Linked DNA regions of Mus musculus: region 1 is linked to region 2. Evidence: chromatin contacts called from public HiChIP or PLAC-seq data. All regions are on one chromosome and are shown on one strand. Each heading gives the region's core, a stretch centred on a gene start, on an enhancer-like site or on the middle of the called end of the contact. The rest is flanking DNA. Distances are from core to core; before and after follow the strand shown. Region 1 has its middle 19 kb from the start of Gm38456. Region 2 has its middle 16 kb from the start of Gm32126.

The links. HiChIP or PLAC-seq counts read pairs in DNA pulled down with a chosen protein or histone mark.
Region 1: an HNF4G HiChIP or PLAC-seq map of pancreatic cancer cells shows a contact between it and region 2. The contact joins two enhancer-like sites. A contact is called at or near these places in 1 of 15 datasets of contacts at CTCF or cohesin (the NIH/3T3 cell line), 2 of 484 Hi-C or Micro-C datasets (the N1E-115 cell line and nephron progenitors) and 1 of 115 datasets of contacts at active chromatin or transcription factors (pancreatic cancer cells).

What each region holds. Positions count from the first base shown.
Region 1 is chr16:24,312,427-24,318,042 of GRCm38.p6, forward strand. No RefSeq gene overlaps it. Among named protein-coding and RNA genes, the nearest start is that of Gm38456, 19 kb to the left of the region's middle. Within about 2 kb of position 1,290, at least 54 of the 459 cell types and tissues checked have an H3K27ac peak or open chromatin away from gene starts, as enhancers often do. A contact at or near this core is called in pancreatic cancer cells, where this site is marked.
Region 2 is chr16:24,173,246-24,178,632 of GRCm38.p6, forward strand. No RefSeq gene overlaps it. Among named protein-coding and RNA genes, the nearest start is that of Gm32126, 16 kb to the left of the region's middle. Within about 2 kb of position 1,541, at least 32 of the 459 cell types and tissues checked have an H3K27ac peak or open chromatin away from gene starts, as enhancers often do. A contact at or near this core is called in pancreatic cancer cells, where this site is marked.

The DNA.
Region 1 (5,616 bases), core at 40-2,539, 140 kb after region 2:
CAATGCAAAAATAAAGTGATTATAATAGTCTATTTTAAAAGTGAAAAAAAAAAAAAAGACTTGTGACCTGGTAGAGGATTAGTGCCACCTTGCCATTTGCTAACTCTTGTACTTCTGTGATGTGATCTTTGCATTTGTTGGACATCTCAACTAGTTGGATTTGGAGATTTTCTTATTGAGGAACCTACTCTTGAGGGCTCACTCTCCAGCACCAGTCAGTGTGAGGAAAGCAAACTGTTAGAATAGCATCACAATCAAATGGTACAAGAAATAGGAATATACTTAATTAATTAATGTTCATTGACCTCACCAAGAACCATAGGTCAGACAATGGAACCACTAACGTAGATAGTGTGCTAGCCCTTCTCAGGAGCCATAGGGATGGAGCGTTGGCTGATGAGGTCATTCTTTGGCTCTGCACTCTTGGGGTATCACATCACTACTCTGGAACTCTTCCGGAGCACTTCCTCTTTCTCCTTTTGAAATATAGTGTATTTTTTTCATGTTTTGGTTTTTCCTCGCTAGGTTACATGGAGGCACTGCCTAGTCTACTATCTTCCCCGGAAGCCTTCTACATCCATTTTCATAAGACTCCCTTAACAGCCTTTAGAAGCATGATAGACAGAGCTTTATGAGTCCCTGTTCATAAAAATGCCCCCCAGATAAAGTAACTGAGGCTTTTAGACAGGGGACAACCTGGCCCCTAATCCTGATCTCAGTGGAGAGCTAGAACAATCAGAACCTATTCTGCCTCACTGGTGGCCAACATTCTCTTGGCCCATGGTCAGCCCTGATCCACCACTAGCACCAGTGAACGATGAGACACCAGGGCCTTTTTGTGAGTGAATAGGGGGCTGAGCTGTGAAATTATGACCTCATGCCCAGCATTCAGTAAAGCTACTTCTTTTTTTTTTTTTTTTTTTTAGCTACTTCTTTTTGAAACCTCTGCTATTAGTAAAACTGATTGAAGGTGACGCTGTAAAAAAAAAAATACACACCAGTAATTAAATAACAAATAAACACAACAGCTGTCATACACACTAATAGTTCACACATACTGGTTTTACTTCATCCATGGTGCTAAAACAGTGGGCATGAGACCACATGTATGCCTTCACCCTTTTCTGTTGAGCTTGTATTCAAATAGGGAAAATACAGTCTTGCAGACAAATAACTGCTCACATACAACAACAACAGCTGAAGTACAGATAGGTACAAAGTGCTCTGGAAGCCCAGAGGAGGATATGAATAAGCCTCCTTACCTCGTGATCAAGTCTGCTGCCCTCTGGGCTGGGAGCTTCCCAAGGGTAGCAGGGACTGGCATGACTCATCATGATCAAACATAACACAAGGCACATCTGAGATCACCTGCTAACGCTCACTGAATAAACTCTCCGGGAGGGGGCCAGAAAGCACCTGCAGTGCAGCTACCCTGGGCCACATCACTTCATGACCCCCTCCCGGAGAGTTTATTCAGCCAGCATTAGCAGGTGATCTCCGATGTTCCTTGCTTACTGGACTGAGTTAGCAGATCTCCTCAAGTCCACCGTCCTGTGACAAGGACCCCAGCCATCAAGGCTTTAGTTTGAGATCAGAATCAACTGGCCTGGAGGCCTCTCTCACCTGCCACAGTTATCTTGAAAGGCAGAGTGAGATCAAGGCTCTGAGATCCATGGTCACAGCAGGCCAGCTGGCAGGCCAGCTCATCCATCAGGACTCCAGCACCTCACCTTGAACAAGGAAGATAAGAGAATAAAATAACACCTGACACAGCCTTATCATCTGATAATACAACTTCAGTTTTTCCATTAAAGTAACTGAGAGCCTTAGTCCTGCACTTCGTCTGATAAAGAGATCACAGGAAACAAAGCTATTAATTTTTATCTCTGCTCTGCAATAGCAGATTTGAGTGAATTCAATATATCCAACGGGGGAAGTACTTTTTCTAACACTACAACTCGATTAACTTGGGTTTTTTTTCCTGCTTGCTTGTATTTTTCATAATTTTTTTTTTTTGCTCAAAATCTCTAATTGCAGATGTATTAAATGCAGTGGATCTGATGTATTAAATGCAGTGGATCTGACTGTGCTATCACCAGCACACACACACACACACACACACACACACACACACACACATATAATATTTCTGTTCTCCATGCTCTAACCCTGTACTGGTGTACTGGGGAGTGTTATATGGTACAATATAAGGAACTTGAAAGGTTACTTACTTCAGTAATTAACTGAATTAACACTAATCAGAGCTCAGTAGTTCCACCTTTACAATGAGGAGCCGGACTGGTGTTCAATATAATCACACAGCCTCTATGCCTTAGGACCCCGGGACTGAGTAGGTCAATGAGTAGGTCAGGTGAGATAAGAAGGAAAGTCTCTCACAGGAACTGAAAGATAGCAATAGAATCAAACAACCCTGGAGCCTTAGGGTCTGAATGCTGGCCTTTCCTGCCAGACGAGAGGTATAGAAGACCACGTGAATCTATGACTCCTAGGGCCCCGAAATCCCACACACCATGGCCCCGAACCAACTTCCATGCCATAGATTATCTCCTCCCTGGCTGCCCATACCTAGAACAGATCACAGCTCTATGACATGCCTAGGACATATATGCCTTTCTTTCTGTACCTCACTACTATTGATGTCATTGGCTTACTGAGGACAGGAGCTGAGTCTATCAAGGCCCAGACCTTGACCCTTAATAACTCCAGGAACAATAGTGCCACAGTTTATACCACTTAGCACTAAAGGGTGGTTCGGGGGATGAAAGAAGTGAGTGCTATTTGTTATGTCACTTAAAGGCCATGTATTAAAAGCTTGGTCCCCATGGTGGCATTATCAGGAAGCTGCAGATACTCAGGTGGGGGCACTTAAGGAAGAAATGTCCTTAGTGGCACTTTCTTTAGAAATATAATGGGACTACAGCTCTAGCCCTATAGATCTCCCTTCCTCCCTCCCCCTCTCTCCCTCCCTCTCTCTTCCTCTCTTCTCCCTTTCCCTCTCCCTCTTCCTCACTTCTCCCTCTGCCTCTGATAGAATAGCCAGAGCTTTGCTTTACCACAGGTTTCCACCATGATGTTCTGCCTTGCCAAGTGCCAGGGCCACAGGGCCAAGGGCTCACAAGCCTGAAGCCATGAACCAAATGAAATCTTTCCTCCACATGGTTGTTTATCCCCGATATTTTTGTCTCCAGGAGAGAAAGCTGATTGACACATTATGCTACAGTGGAACATTTAAGAAACGCGTCTGTGTGAGAAGTCCACATCTGTCAATACCAGGCCCCCAGTGGTTTCCAGCTGGGGAATGGCAGTGGACTACAGACCCTATGTGCACTCTCAACTGGCCTGTGGGTGCTGGGTGAGGAACAGAAGTGACAGAACAACAAACCTGGAAGGCTTCCTTTTGAGGATGAGCTGGCGATAAGAGAGGGTTCTTCTCAATCAGGAACTGTCAAGTTGTGTCACTCAAAAGTCTCCAGGCAAACCTAGGATTCTCATCCAGCTTGCCTCTGGCCTTACCTCTGGAAGATTCTAATTGTATACTTTAAATGCAAAACTTCTTGCGCAAATAAAGCTAGAGCTGACTTGGTTTTCTTGTAATCAATACACTATCTCAAAGGGAAACATCTCAAATAATCCAAGTGGAAATACCTAGGAGAGATTTACAGTGAAAGCACTACAGTGTTACAGAGACCTAGAGGTTTGGATGGTGGCTCAGCAGTTAAGAGCAGCTACTGCTATTAACAAGAGGACCCTGGTTCCATTCCCAGTTCCCACGGGGCAACTAACAGCCATCTGTAACACCAGTTCCAATAGATCTGATGCCCTCTTCTGGTCTCCTCAGGCACTGTATGCCCATGGTGCACAGTCATACATACAGGATAAACATGTACACACTGAACCATTTTATAAAAGAAGGGGAAGGGGATTCCAGGAACCTTGCTCATGCCTGTTTTTTCCATGCTGAGAGTGCCTGGAAGGAAGCTGCCTCTCTCTGCAGACAGATGATGGACTGATTAGAACTGCAGTGGTGGGGGAGCTTGCAATGCTGCAGGCTCAGAGCAACTTGCATTACCTTTGACTAACGTTAGCCATTCCCTCCCCACCTCTGAGTCAGAATGAACACCCTGTGACTAATAGATGAAAGCCTTTTAGAATCTATTAATTTATCATATCCACAGCTTCCACCAACCCAAAGGCTGAGGGTGGCATCCTATGGCATCAGAGGTCTGTAGAAGAGATTCCCTCATCTTCCTGTAACTGCCTCTCCGTTTTATTCAGAAATGTATTTTAAAACTGCCTTTCATTTATGGTTTTCTTTGTTCTGTTACTACAAAACTTCTTCCATGTCAGAACACTTTATTTGGGGAGGCCTAAATATACATTCCCTAGCCATTGGGGAGGCCTAGATATACGTTCCCTAGCCAGGATTTCTCACATTTGTTCCAGAATAAGCCATTTTTCCCCTTTAAGTTGAGAACTGTTTCTTTCAATGATGCTAAATAAAAAAAAAAAAAAAATAAGGTAGCATGGAGGTTCCTGACTGCCGTTGCAAAATGGGATAGTAACAGATTGCCTAGCCATGATCATGTGATCAAAAACATCAGCAGCATTCTTCAGAGGAAATGACCTCTCACTGGGCTGAACTTTTCAGCTAGAGTTTTGTCTTCTGCTTCCTTACATAAGAGACACTAAGTGGCCAAAAAGACCAGCTCTTCAGCAATGGGTTTTCAGTGAACATAGCATCCACACAACCATTTATTTTATTCGTATATGATAACAGCTAATGACATGCTTCCATTAAAAAAAATCATAAAGACATTGCTGAAGTAATATGAACTAAGATCATGTAATTTAACAAAAAATACAAATCTTTTTTTTAAAAAGTCAAAGGAATTGACTGTTATGCAAACATGCCTTGGGAGTCTCACCTGAACTCCAAATGGTGTCTGGTGGTAAGAGAACATGGAATTCTATCACGTAGGATTTGGAGATGAAGGATCAGTCACGACCTCAACTCTGACATAAGATGAAACTTCTTTTTAAACATTTAATCTTTCTAAACCATTCCATCTTATCATACCACTTTGTACTAAATCTGTGTGTTGACTTTAATATAAAATTAATTCTCCAAAAATATGCAGGAAAGTTGGAATCCCAGAAACACCATGGTTTGGAGTGTATATGTTTGGAGTTATTAAATTGCCCAAATGCTTGTACAAACATGACTGTAATGACCCTTTCTTTGTTCTGCAAAACAAACTGAAGATGCAGGCATTATCCAGTTTCATGAATGGAGAAATTGAAGAATAAAGAAATTAAGAAGTTTCCTAACTGTATGGGATCAAAATACATAAATCTTGAATAAACACATATTTCTTGCTTCTAGCCCTGACCTTTTTCTTGACTTCCATGTTTATTAACCATTTAGAAAATAACCAAGGAGTAACCAATTGGATCAAGCTTGAACCTGGGATGTTGTGCTGGTGAGGCACAATACTCCCTAGGCCCATGATGAGCTAGACTTACCAAGATGGCAGCACTAGGCTCTCAGCATCCCACATATTTCATCCCAGTGTCTATGCACGTCTCTTGACACCC
Region 2 (5,387 bases), core at 291-2,790:
TCCCTTCCTTCCCTAGTAAAATCTGGAGAAAACAAAGTGGCCCCCAAGGCACCAAGGAATACAGATCTGAATGTGATCCCTTTTCTAACTGCAAGATGATTCCAGTCTCTCCAGGAGGTAAAACTGGAAGAGAAGTAGCTAACACTCAAATGGCTGCAAATACCCACCCCCCCCAAAAAAAATAGGAGATCAGACCAGACATCCCCATATATACCGAGGTAGGATTAAGGGAGGTCCATTTGGAGTAGACTGAAAGTCTGAAGCTGGGCTTGCACTTGCAGAACTAGGAATGGTGCACAGGCACAGAACACAAGAGAAAGTGAACAGTGGAAAAGTACAGGAGCAGGAAGACTGAGTAGCTTCACCTGGCTGGCGTGCAGCACTGCGTGCTCAAACCGGAGCAAGAGGGAGAGGACTGAACAGGAAGGTGGAGATCCAGGTAGGGGTGTATGGAGCCGAGTGGGGAGACCAGTTGGGAGCCTTTGGAGACTTGAGAGGGCGGGGGCAGCGAACACTATAGGCAGAGACAGAAGAAACGAGAAAGGTTTCAACAGAGTTGCCTGGATTCTTCCAACTTCTTGACTCACACTGTTCCCTGCCCACCTGCCCGCCTCTTAGAAAGCTTATCTTTTGATCTTCCAGGTGCATGACTTTCTGCCCAATTACTTGTCTTCAACCCCTCCAAGCAGGTCAACCATGCAGCTCAGGAGTCTCATTGTCACACTTGGCCTCAGTTGCTCCTGCCACTGTCTACCTTGCCAGTACTCTGCATTAGAGTCCCAGGAGAACAGTAGCTTGAAGTCCCCCAGGTTCTTACATGAAGGCTTGCTCATAAGATGCTACATGAGGACCTGAAGACAGTTTGAGCACAGGATGGCAATGGGGAAATCACCCTCTTTCCAGGTCTGTTCAGTGGACTAGTCCCAGTTGTAGCCCATCACATCTACTCTTAGAGGATTCGAATGGGGACAAGAGGGACAAGGGAACCAGATCAGGAGGAGTAAAGGACCTCGTTTTGGTGAAGGAACCCACTCAGCCACAGCCACCACTAGTCCTAAGAATCACTGGCTAAGAAATTCAGAATAGAGAAAGTAAAAGTGCGGTCTTCACTGAGCAAGGGGACCTTGGGCCTCTCGGTCTCTCTGAGCATCAGTTTTTACCTTTGTAAGATGACAATTATGACATATGCCTTATGTATTTTCCTGGGCTGTTTTCAAGCTAGGAAAGACAGAAATTACCATGTTCTGTCTCAGCTGCTTCCTCCTACCCCTCTCTCCAGAACAGGCAGGTATGGAGATGAGAGAGATGGAGAGGGAGAGGGAGAGGCAGAGGGAGAGAGGCAGAGGGAGGGAAGAGGGGGAGGGAGGAGAGGAAAGAGGGAAGAAGGGAGGGACGGAGAGGGGAAAAGAGAAAGAGAGAGAACCTACTATCTGGAGAGTGCAGACTGTGGTGCACCCTTGGTTCCACAACAGCCTGAGCACTAGCCTGTTCTGCTCATGTGACTGGTTCCCACAGGGAGCAAATGGCCCATGATCACAGAGTGAGTCAGAGGATAAATCCAAGTTGGGAGGATCCCAGCCTCCCAGCCTCTGTTTTTCACCACCCCTACACCTGTGGCTTTCTAAAAGGAAGGTCACAAGAACAGAGTCTGTGGCCCAAGGACTAGACTCACTTGACTCCTGAATTGCTGCTGAATACTTACATAATTGGAAGGGACGAATGACTTAGCCTCGGGCTAGATCAGACACCATTTTTAAAAACCATCATTTGGAATCCTGGATAACCCTCCCTAAAATGTACAGCACTCATGCACTGAGAAGACAGTTCAGGGTCCAAATCGGGGGCTTCCTACCATACTCCTTTTTTTTTTTTTTTTTTTTTTTTTGTCCTTAGGTGCTAGTTGGCTCCAAGGAGAAGAAATGGTCCTGTGTACTAGCTAGTGACTATCCTTTATCAAAGGCTTTGTAGGTGTCAATCCTCCTAGACACACCTTACAGAAACCTACTTATGTCGTCCTCTTCACAACTAAATGATAAGTTAGGATACTTCTATTCACAGGAAAAGGGAGGAGGGGAGAGGAAAACCTAAAGTGTTAACCTGGACAACACAGGTGTCTTGAACTCTTGCCTCCTCAGACTGCTCTAATCACAGAAGTTCCCATAAACAGCTGGTGCTGTTCCCGTTCCTCCTCAAGACCACGACTGTTGAACAACAGATGCCTTTCTCCCTCCCAGGAGTCTAGGAGCAAACTCTGCCTCAGCCACGAGCTTGAATGTTTTAGTCTGCTGGTTAACTCACCATTCCACAAGCATTTCTCAAGGACAACACTCTGTGGGGTTCCAAGAGGCTGGGCCACTCCCTTGCCTTCAAAGCTTTGAAGGTAAGCAAGTAGCAATGGAGCATATTATCAACTCCAATCGAGGGAGGGCAACTTGGGTCGCAAGACGGAATTAAAGGCTCCTGTCTAGAGTTTAGAACTTAGCGAAGAGAAAAAGAGATTATGTGCACGCAGCAAGAGCATCTAGAACAGTAAGCCAGGCCAATGATATGGGCAGAGGGCAAGACACAAGGGAAACGAGACTGGAGCTCAAGCCAGGGCCAGACCAGCTTTAGTGGGCCTCTCAATACTTCCACAGCCCTCTGGTCCTACTCCATCCCAGACTTAAGTGCCGTAGCTTCCCAAAACCTCAGTTTCCCCCTCTGTACAACAGAAGCCAAGAATGCTCCCTATAAGGTGACTACTGGAAGGCTGGGCCAGGAGCATCCCCTAGGCTAGGGATGCTTAGTCTCCCCAGGCTAGCAAGGCAATGTAAATCATAGCTATTTATAATGGAGCAAACTGAGGCTCTGAAAAGGCATTGCCTCAGCAGCCAAGCACTCCCTCTGGAATCCTGAAAACCTGCTGCCTGCTGCAGGGCTGTGCCCAGATCCCAGCTGGAAGCAGGCTTATCTCTTCTCAGCTCCTGGCACTTCTTCTCATCCTGCCAGGATGTGCTTCATACAACAAACACTAAGCTGCCTGCATAATTCCACCTACAGAAGAGAACTCGCTGAGCCCTCCCTTCTGCCCTCCCCTCTCAGAGAATAGAGCTAGATCCTGCACACCCAGGTCATGACAGGTTCCTTTCCTGCACCATCAGCATCTCACCAGGAAGTCCTGCTCAGGCTAGACCTTAGGGCTGAAAATGCCTTGGCTTGGGAAAACACCCGGTACTCACCTCATCTCCTAACATGGACCTTCTTTAATGGAATTGCCCCTTCCCAACCAGGCTTGCCCTAGGCGTGTGGGACTCTGACAGCCAAGAGCTAATGAGCAAGGCAGAGCTGAGTGGCAGGGCCCCCCCCCCCCCGAAGGAAAAGTAAACTGTTCTAATGTAAACAGAGAAAGGCCACATTGATTTTAACTTTTATATCTTCTTCTAAATGCAAATGAAGACATTTTTAAATATCATATATATGTTCATATATATACATATATATGAAAATATATATGTGTATATACACATATATATCACTCTGTGGCCCAACCTGGCCTGAAACTCACTAGATTGCCCAGGCTAACCCCAAACTCTCAGTAGTCCTTTGACCACAGCCTCTTCAGTGCTGAGGTTAAGAAAATGTACTAGCTTGCTTAGCTGTCAAATTTCATTTTTCAATCAGACCTCACTTATACAACTGGTCTCACTCATTGGTGACCCTCAAAGGGACCTGAAAGAGGTCCAAGAGTGATGTTTTCAAATGAGTACAGGTGTGCATCTGGAATGGATAAGTCTGTGTGCAGACTTTGGTTTAGAGCCCTAGAAGTCTGGGACAGGACCTCTATTTCTAGTAAGTCCCTAGTTTGGGTGGGTGCTGACTCAGACACCCAATTTTAAGTAGGAAAAGCCTGAAGCTCTAATTACAGAGTTTGGAAAACTATGTCTTTAGGATTGCAGTGAACCTCCCCACCCCTCATCCCTGGAGATGATACACCGCGGCTTCTGGATGTAACCTCTCCACCAGCTCCATACCAGGTTCTTCGGCTTACCCCTCCCTAACTCCTTCGGGCTATGGGTATCTATTGTCCAACTGGCAGGCTAGGGACATTCCTAAGAGTCCTGCCATGAGGAAGAGCTTTAAGGCACAGCTTTTACTCCAGTAGGGGAGTACAAAAGGTCAGATAAGTTCTTCTAATCCCCACTCGCCACTGGAACATTCGCAGAAAGGAGAGGGTGGAGAGAGGGAGGGAGGGAAGGAAGGAGGGACGGGGGGGGGGGGAGAGAGAGAGAGAGAGAGAGAGAGAGAGAGAGAGAGAGAGAGAGAGAATATGAATTCCAGCGGACACTCTCTAAGGAGGCTCTTGGAGCATTCACCTTTCCTAACCCCAGCTGATGGAAGTCACTTGCCTCTCAAGCCCTCTATTCCCCCAAGTCTGTCCCCTTTGGGTCCCAAGATGCTCCTACTGAGGTCAAGAGTATTTTTAGTGATGCCATGTGGCCCCATATTTTGCCAGCCGTCCCTGGACATTAATCTTGGATGCCACAAATGCTAGATCTCCTGATCTAGGAGGCCTAGAGAGACAGCGGTAACAGCTGAGTGCCCTGGAAAATGCAGTCTGTGGCCTTTTGAAGGTTTAACCTGGAAGCTGTCTGTGATTAAAAACCAATACCTACTATTTGGGACATTTTCAGGCTTTGGGACATTTCAGCATTTACAGAACATTTCCTCTAGGCTTCCTGTGGTTCATTTTCTCAGGAGGCACTCAAGGAAGATAGGAAAGACTATTCTGATTCATATTAGTGGGAGGGATACTATAGCATAGCTAGTAAGTGTTCTACATGGGTCACTTAGCTGCCAGATCTAGTCTGGGCCCTTTTTTAAATAACCCCCTGTAGCACTATTGTATTTTGGTCTTGAAATGCCCTGTGCTGAAATTCCTGCTCCTGATGCATCTAGACCTCCCTCAGTGCCTGTCCCCTCCCTGTCTCCTCTTCTCTCTTATTTTCTTCCTCCCACATTGTTCAAACCTCCCCTTTCCATCTACTGTGAGATGAACAACTTTCTCTACCACATGTTTGCCATCATGAGGATCAAATGACAGTGGATCCAAACCTCTGGATTTAAATTATTTATTTCTGGTTATTTTGCCACAGTGTCAGAAAGCCAACTTTCACCAACCCCTACCTTTGACTCTTCTTCCATATTGCTTTTAAAAGCAAAAACAAAACACACAGAGAGACAGCATCTATAGATTGTATTACAAACATGTCTCCTTTCCCAGTCAAAGGACCCTTGTGTATCTACAAAGTTTAGCATCCCAGAGAGGCCGGGAGAAATCTTGAGAACAAATTAGAAAGTCTGGTAGTGACTGCCCAAAATAATGGCACCACCTACAATAGCCAAGGAGA